Regions from separate parts of the Arachis hypogaea genome. Here all the other regions are linked to region 2. Evidence: chromatin contacts called from public Hi-C data. All regions are on one chromosome and are shown on one strand. Each heading gives the region's core, a stretch centred on a gene start, on an enhancer-like site or on the middle of the called end of the contact. The rest is flanking DNA. Distances are from core to core; before and after follow the strand shown. Region 1 has its middle 16 kb from the start of LOC112789787. Region 2 holds the start of LOC112789782. Region 3 overlaps LOC112789781 (protein ACCELERATED CELL DEATH 6-like).

Region 1 (2,700 bases), core at 123-2,622, 150 kb before region 2:
GAGTTTTACATGGCATAAACATTGCTTGGGACTTAAGGTTTAAAAAAGTGATGGTAGAAATAGACTCAAAGGCAGTAACAGTGATGCTCAATGCTAGAGAGAAAAGCAAATATCACCATGACCCTTTAATTCGGAGAATTGCTCAATGTATAGATCAAAATTGGATGGTAGTATTGAAACACAACTTCAGAGAAAGCAATCAACTGGCGGACTAGCTTGCGAAAGAGAAAGAGAATATAAGCATGCATCCAAATTTTCTTTTTCTAGATCAACCCCCTAAGGTGTTAAACAAATCTTAGCTGATGATTTAAGAGGAGTATTGTTACCCCGAATGACCTCTTCTCTGTAATCTCTTCTTGGGCTTTAGCCCCGTTTTTTTAACAAAAAAAAAAAATAATTATATTCGGAGGTTTATCATCCAACTCCTCTTCTGAACTTAGTTGTAGAAACTTTATAATTTTCGAAGTTCGAATATTGATCACAGCAACGACAAAGGAGGAAAATATCTTTCAGTATAAAATATAGGTCAATATAGACTCATTTCAACAAAGAGCCAAGAAACCATTGAAGGACACATCTAATGACAAATCCACCTAATATAACATAGCACATGGCACACCTAACCAAATGGTATGGATTTATGTTTATTTATTCAAACTATCAAGATTTGAAACCAAAACCTCTATGGATAATTTTAACGATATTAAGAATAACTCTAATAGAATGGTTTTAAGGTTTTAAAATTTACGTGTGTATAAAGCAAAATGGTTTTAATAATTCTTTGATTGAGACAATTAATAAAATAAAACTTGTTTCATTTTAGAAAGACATTTTTACTTTGGTAAAAATCTATTAAATTTTTAAAAATATTATATGCTCACAAAAAATAAGTCACCGTCTATGTTAAGTTTAAAAAATAATAATATTAGTTTGATTTTTTTTTTTTAGTTTACCCAAACAGTATCCCCAACTCGACACGTTAAGAACTAATCCGTTGCGGATCTGAGCTTCAATTAAGGGTCTGCCGCTGGCCAATGGGTTGCTGCATGCACAAGGTGAAATTTGAACTCCCGACACTTGTTTAAGCGGATAAGTGAGCTGACCACTCGACCAACCCAAATTGGTTATAATATTAGTTTGATGATGACAAATATATAAGTGTTTGGGTTTTTTTTTTTTGGTCGATAAGTGTTTGGGTTTAAAAGTTCAAATGGTATTTGATGAATGTTATTTATGTAGATCCAAATAAGAAAAGTTGCTCAGTACAAAAAAAACATTGATCAGTTTTGGACAAAATTAAATGGGCATTGCAGCTATAAGTTGGACAGGAATAACAAAAGTATTCTGCATTTTAGTCCATCATTTCATATTCGAGTATAGCCCATAGCAAGAAGAAAAAGTGTGTTTATTTCATCTTTGGCACCAAATCATTTACATCAAAGTATGATGGAGGAAAATTAACAAAACTTGGAGCCAAAAAAAAAAAAAATTAAATGGTGCAGTTTTGGTTTGTACAACCAAGGACAACTTGCTACCCACAAAAGAAAGAAAAAGAAACAACAAAGACAGCACATTCCTGCCCATGATCTTCTGTCACTGTAACATTGTTTCTCTGTCATTTTGCACCTCCACTAATCTTATGTTGTATTCATTTTTTGAAGGAGAATACAATCATGTTTTAGCCCTTGATGCTCAACAATTGTCACCAAGAACAACTTCAAGTTTTAGAAGCAATGCACTTATATAAAAGGAGCATTCAATCAAGAATTAAAGGTAAGGAGTAAGAGCACTAAATCTGATTTTTTTTTTATAGCATTCTTGTTATATTTATCTTCTCCTGTATGTTGTTCATTGAATATGTTATTTTTTAGTTTAGTTTTTTTTGTTTTAATGATAAAGACAAATATGTGAGGCATTAGTAAAGTTATTGAGAGAAAAGACAAAGAGAGATATACTTGTAAAAAAAGTCATTGAATGTATCAAATCTTTTTTATGTATTTTCTGTTTTTTGTCATGAACTTGCCAGGTTCTCTTTACTAAGTTTGGAAAGTACTTAGTATTAAAATCTAAATTAGGTAGCTTAATGGTTACAAATTTAGTAAGAAACTTATGTGTTCTTTGATAGGATTAGAAATAATCCTAAGAAATTAATGTATGTAATTCTAAAAACTATAATAAAAATTCTATCATTGTTATAGTAAAAACTAGATGTAGATCACATTATATTAAGTGGCTAAATTAGGATATACATGGTACAAGTTTTTTTTTTCTGTTCTATTTTTTATTCTATTTTTATGAGATAAAAATAAAAAATTTCCTACATAATTATTTTAACAGACACTATAACATTTAAGATTCAATCTGTTTTAGTTACTAAATTAAAAAGTTGTCTTAGATTCAATCCTTTTTTTCTAAGTTATTAATAATTTTTAATGTATTTATGTATAAATACATATAATTTATTTTTAATATATATTTATATTTTAATATATATTTTATATAAATAATTAATTTGATAGTTAATCTTTTATGTATATTTAATATAATTGTAAATTTTATCATTTTATATAAAATTTAAAATAAATTTAAACTAAATATTAAAACAATAAATTTTATATTTAATTTTAAATTATTATTTATCATATGTGATTTTACAAATATTAATAATATAATATTTTATAAAATTTAAAATAAAATTAA
Region 2 (2,700 bases), core at 20-2,519:
TTATAAGATGGGTCAGATTCAACCAATAGCTTCATAGCCTCAGCAATTGTGTTCGAGTCCAACTTAGAGTGATTGTTCCCATGGAACACGTGTGCCTCCCGTTATATCTCCAAATCTCCCAACAAGCTTTCTTCTGTATCAAGCTGGTTTGGATAAGCCAATCATACCCAAGTCCATAAGTCTTGCATTTTGCATAGAACGTCTGTGGCTTTGATTCGTAAATAACGTAATCGACTCATCTGAAGATAGTGTAACTTTGAATTGCCGCAATAACCAATTTTCGAGAACCGTATTTCATTCCGATCTTGAACTTCTCGTCCTCAGGATCAGCAACACCTATAACAAGAATACATTGTTGCTCATCAATCCGTCAAAACAAAATAAAGAAAACATACTACCCACTATTCACGTACCTATGTTCACATATTTGGAAAACTCCGGTGCATGCGGTCAAGATCCAAGCTACGCATAAAAGGTGAAACGTCCATCAGTTGACTAACTGCGGGTGGAACCATTAAAGTTTCTGCGACTGCCTCACCTCCCCATTGTCATCCTCGTCCTTGTCACCGGCTTCATACATAGCTTCGAACTCCTTGTCGCTATCATCGTTCATGCCTTTGTACGCTTCAGTTTTGTCATCTTGCACATTTGGGTCATGTTGAACCTCATCTGTAGTTATATGTTCAAACTCAACATACAACTCAATCCTTGGATGTTGCACTTGAGTTTGCTGGTGAATATGAAACATTCGCTAAATACTTGTTTCGTCAACGATCGGCATAACCTCAAAATATATCAGGCCACCAAATACGGCAACCAAATTCCGGTAGAGAATAATGTTGCTCACCCTCTTTAAAATATTACTCTCTATACTCTAATGAAGTCCGTACTGTAGTTTCGCAAACATTATAGTGCACAAAACCACAAACGAAAATATACTCTCACAAGCAAAACTAATGCCCTTATATGTATTACGTATAATCTTACTGTTGTGGTAAATTACTATATTTGCAATATGCCTTCCATGACACTAACAGTAGAGAAAAACACCTCTCCTGCAATGCAGTCGAACTCCGATTTTTATAAGTAAAAGACTCACTTTGCAGATTTCGTATTGCAAAGTCATCCAACCAGCATCTGTCACGTGTTCAACAAGCAGAATGAACGTATTACTTACATACTTGACACATGTCTAACAAGTAGGCTACGCCACGTAAACAGCACGCAAGATGCATGTTGCTTCTGATTCCACCACGTGTTCATCTGTTGCGTGCTAAGTTAGCACATGACCTGCATGTTGTGCTGCTGGCTCGGCAACCTCTACCCACCTCTATGTACAACCCAAAAAAAAAATTTCAACCAAAAACTCACCTCTTAACCAACCCGGCCGGCAGAGTCACGCGGTAAGCCAGTGACTCGGACGACAGAAGCGGCGGAGGATCGTCCGAAACAGTGAAATCTGCAACAGAGTATTCCTTTCTCAAGGTATGGCGGAACAGCCCCCCCGATCCTCTTTTCCCCGCTGCTCATTAATTCGGTTTAGGAGTAAACCATGGCGATAATTCTATGCAGGTGGGAAGGTCTTTTTTGTAATTTTAATCATACACCTCTCTGTTCCTCAGATTCAGAATGCCTCTCCAATCTCTCTATTCTTTTCTTATCCCTAATTCTCTTGCAGGATACTTGAAGAAGGAATCTTTCAGATTCTGTTGTTATTTAATAAACACAGGTTTGGTTGGCTTCCTCGTGAATCATGGCGAACGCGGCGATTATCGCCGAGCTTAACAGGAACACTGAAAACCGTGCTAAGTTAATTGAAGAAATTGTGAAGTTGGAGAGAAAGATCTTTCCCAAACACGAATCATACGCCGCATTTTTCGACAACGAACTCAAAAGGAAGAACGCTGGACTTCTCTACCTCCACGCTGATGGTGAACTTGTTGGCTATGTCATGTATTCTTGGCCTTCTTCCCTCTACGCCTCCATCACCAAGCTCGCAGGTTCCAATACCTCCACTTCTCTTTGTTTCTTTGGTTGAAATCCAATTAGGTGAAATCAAATTGCTTTGTGTTGTTCTGAAATTGAAGCTTGTGTTGTGTCCTATAAGGTGTTTGATGAAATTCTCCAATGAAAAAATGTGAAAGCTCTTATTTTACGCTTGGGGAAATGAGAATGTAAGGTGTATTCATGCTAGTTTGGTTATATAGAATAAGAATATTCAGGGGATAAATTTGGAATATTAGGAAAAGGAGTGAGAGTAAATTGGAACTACAATTTCTTTTACCAGCTCAATCCATCTCAGTCCTTCTCATGGTGGAGAGTTTTTGTATCTCTTCTGTCATAGGAAAGTAGGAAACAAATCTTTTTGCCCCTCTATGTCACTGATCCACTTGGTTTCTGGGACTGGGAGACTGAAGCTGAGTATTGTCTTTGGTGATCAGAAACTCAAACTAAAATTTCAGTTTTAGAATATAAAGTTTTAGTGGCTTCAATACTTCTAGACTTCTAGACACGGGACTAATTTTCTAGGAACCGAGACTAAACCTTTAATATTTTTTTCAAAAAATACTCTCACTTAACTTTTTAAATTTCAAATTTACTCCCCAATCTCCATATTTATCTTAAACCAAACATGATAATGAGCATAACTCAGTCCAATATATTTTACACCAAACACAATCTAGAGACTTAATTTAGTTT
Region 3 (2,700 bases), core at 75-2,574, 140 kb after region 2:
TGGCCTAGCCCTAAAGTATGTCTTAATCAGAAAGGTCAAAACATTTTGCACATTGCAGCCAAGAATGGAAAAGCTAATTTGTTAAAGTACTTACTAAGAAACAAGAAGATTGAACCGTTCACTATAAATGAGAAAGACAAGAATGGAAATACCCCATTACATTTGGCTGCAAAAAATTTATTCCCTGAGGTTTTGTTCGTGATGACCGGAGATGAAAGAGTGAAGCTAAACTATGTCAACAATGACGGTCTAACTGCTCTTGATATTGTCTTGTTTCATCTCAGCCTAAGAGAAACACCAAGAGAGGTACTAACTACACTTTATTAATGTCATCAAGTAGGTTGTAGCTAATGTCATGAAGTAGGTCACTCCATCCTATTTAAACCTATGGCCCCGTACTCACAAAAAGTCAAACAAAAAGGAAACCTATGCCAAGCACCGACAAAGTTGCATTATATATTTAATTATTCTAAGTAAATAGTCAAATTAGTCATTGAAAAATCATTTGTTCTCCAAATTAGTTCCCGAAAAATTTTTTAAATTAAATTCATCTTTTAAATATTTGAAATTAGTCATGTTAGTCCTTCTGTCAGTTTGTTTGTTAATAGTGTCGAAATTTGTTAATGTAAAATATTAAGTGACACTCTAACACACATGTAGGAGTTTTTAATTGACTATTAACATAATAAGTTTATGAAATTAGATCAAATCAAAACCAAATTGTGAAGAGAACTTGAGGTATTAGAATCTCTAAATTTGAGGTTGATTTTATCTAATTTTATAAACTAATCATGTTAATAGTCAATTAAGACTTTTAGATGTGTGTTGGAGTGTCACTTAAGGTATTACATTAGTAAATATTGACACCATCAACAAACAAAATGACAGAAGGACTAACATGACTAATCTAAAATCTTTAAAGGACAATTTGATTAAAAAAATCTTTCAGAAACTAATTTAAAGAATGAATGATTTTTTAGAGACTAATTTAATCATTTACTCTTAATTATTTATATCTACCTACCCATTGACCAAGGGATTTTTTTAAAAAAATCAAGACTATTTATATTTTTATACTTTATCATTTATCTCGTCATTATTGCAATCGAGATACAGGAAGAAATGATATTTACACATATTTGCTTATACATCTTTTCAAAAATAAAATTGTTAGTTGTTGCCCCACTGGCCAACTCGCCCCACCTTGTCGAAGCCTACGAATTCGACGGTGTTTGACAGCAAAAATAGGATAGTAGCTAAGGCCTTAGCTTAGGTGGTAAATCATATGCCTCTTGACATTCGAATTTTGGAGAATACCAAACATTGAATAGGGTCGTGTGAGAGCGTGGTGTGGATGTGTTGTGATGTTTTAATGCGTAAAATTATGAGCTGTCTAACTCATCTGATTAAAAAAAATAAGATGATTAGATTTAAAGAATTTAAAAAGCCATATATCATTAGAAAAGGTTTCATGAATGTTTGTTTCAATCGTGTGCATTTATACAAAGATCTAATTGTGGCCTAAATTTATTTACTGACTCATTAGATTCCTATTTACATAATATCTGTAAAATGATTTTCTACAAGAGTTTTACACTTTTTCAAGTCTAGCCTTCTTGGTTGCTTAAATGCTAAAGTGAAATGTTAATTATATTTAAATTGTAGATTTTGTACACTCGTGTGTATGTATATATATAATTTAGGGACCCAACACTTTAAGTTAAAAAGAAAGAAGAGAAAATTGACTGTGTTAAAAAAAAAAAAAAAAAATTTGTCTTATTTAACATTCATTAATTATCACAACAATTAATGAATACTAAATAAAATTAATTATAGAACTAATTTTCTTTAGTTACTAAATATTTTTTTTAATTTAAATATAAAACAAACAAAAAAAAGTGTTGGCTACTTAGACAATTAATTAATCCTACTTCTGTCTACAAAGAAATATAGAAGAATAATTTATTTAGAGTTGGTAATACCACAACACTCCACCTTTTCATTTTTATGGAGTGGCAACTGGATGTTTGACATGTTCAATTTCCATGCAGAAACTCTCATATTGGACATTAGGAAAATCTGGAGCTTCATGTTCAATGAGAGCATATAAATTGTATCGGTCACGTTCAGAATCACCCCAAATAGGCATGAAATATGACCAACAAACGGTCAACATATTTTTGATTGTGAGTACACTATTGGTTACAATTACATTTAGTGCAGCTTTTAGTGTTCCAGGTGGTGTTTATAGTTCTGATGACCCAAACCCACACAATAGAGGAATGGCAGTCCTGGCTGACAAAAAATTGTTCAAGGTGTTCACGATCTTCAACACCATAGCTATGTATTGCTCCGCAATTGGATCTATGATGTTTTTGTGGGAACGACTTGGGGATGACCGTCTTGCAGAGATGGCTATCAATTGCGCAACGCTTTTTATGTGTTTCGGTGTCACGTCGGTTGCTTTGGCATTTGCGTTTGCTGTATGTCTAACCGTCAGTAATGACTCCTTTCTTGCAATTGTTATAACTGTCCTTGCCATTTTCTTCATTTCCATTATCATCTCTATAGGTGTTGTAGCATGTTTCCCATATAGAGGTCGCAACCCTCTTGTGCGTCGAGTTAACAGATTCCTTATTTGGTTTAGCTGTAAATTTTGTCAATACACTGATAGACCTAAAAAGTTAGATGCACGGGAAA

Evidence for each region. A called contact is a pair of places that touch in the nucleus more often than the background predicts.
Region 1: a contact with region 2 is called in a Hi-C map of leaf, with 3 times the contacts expected there. The contact joins the enhancer-like site here to the promoter of LOC112789782 in region 2. A contact is called at or near these places in 2 of 8 Hi-C or Micro-C datasets (leaf and an unstated tissue).
Region 3: a contact with region 2 is called in a Hi-C map of leaf, with 6 times the contacts expected there. The contact joins the enhancer-like site here to the promoter of LOC112789782 in region 2. A contact is called at or near these places in 4 of 8 Hi-C or Micro-C datasets (leaf and an unstated tissue).

The regions. Positions count from the first base shown.
Region 1 is chr3:20,943,318-20,946,017 of arahy.Tifrunner.gnm2.J5K5, reverse strand. No RefSeq gene overlaps it. Among protein-coding and RNA genes, the nearest start is that of LOC112789787, 16 kb to the left of the region's middle. Within about 2 kb of position 1,372, at least 3 of the 3 cell types and tissues checked have open chromatin away from gene starts, as enhancers often do.
Region 2 is chr3:20,790,284-20,792,983 of arahy.Tifrunner.gnm2.J5K5, reverse strand. It overlaps LOC112789782, which reads left to right and starts at 1,269. Exons shown (of 7, transcript XR_011879601.1): 1 at 1,269-1,572; 2 at 1,679-2,000.
Region 3 is chr3:20,653,240-20,655,939 of arahy.Tifrunner.gnm2.J5K5, reverse strand. LOC112789781 (protein ACCELERATED CELL DEATH 6-like) reads left to right here. Exons shown (of 4, transcript XM_072232522.1): 3 at 1-306; 4 at 2,052-2,700. Among protein-coding and RNA genes, the nearest start is that of LOC112789781, 9.8 kb to the left of the region's middle. Within about 2 kb of position 1,324, at least 2 of the 3 cell types and tissues checked have open chromatin away from gene starts, as enhancers often do.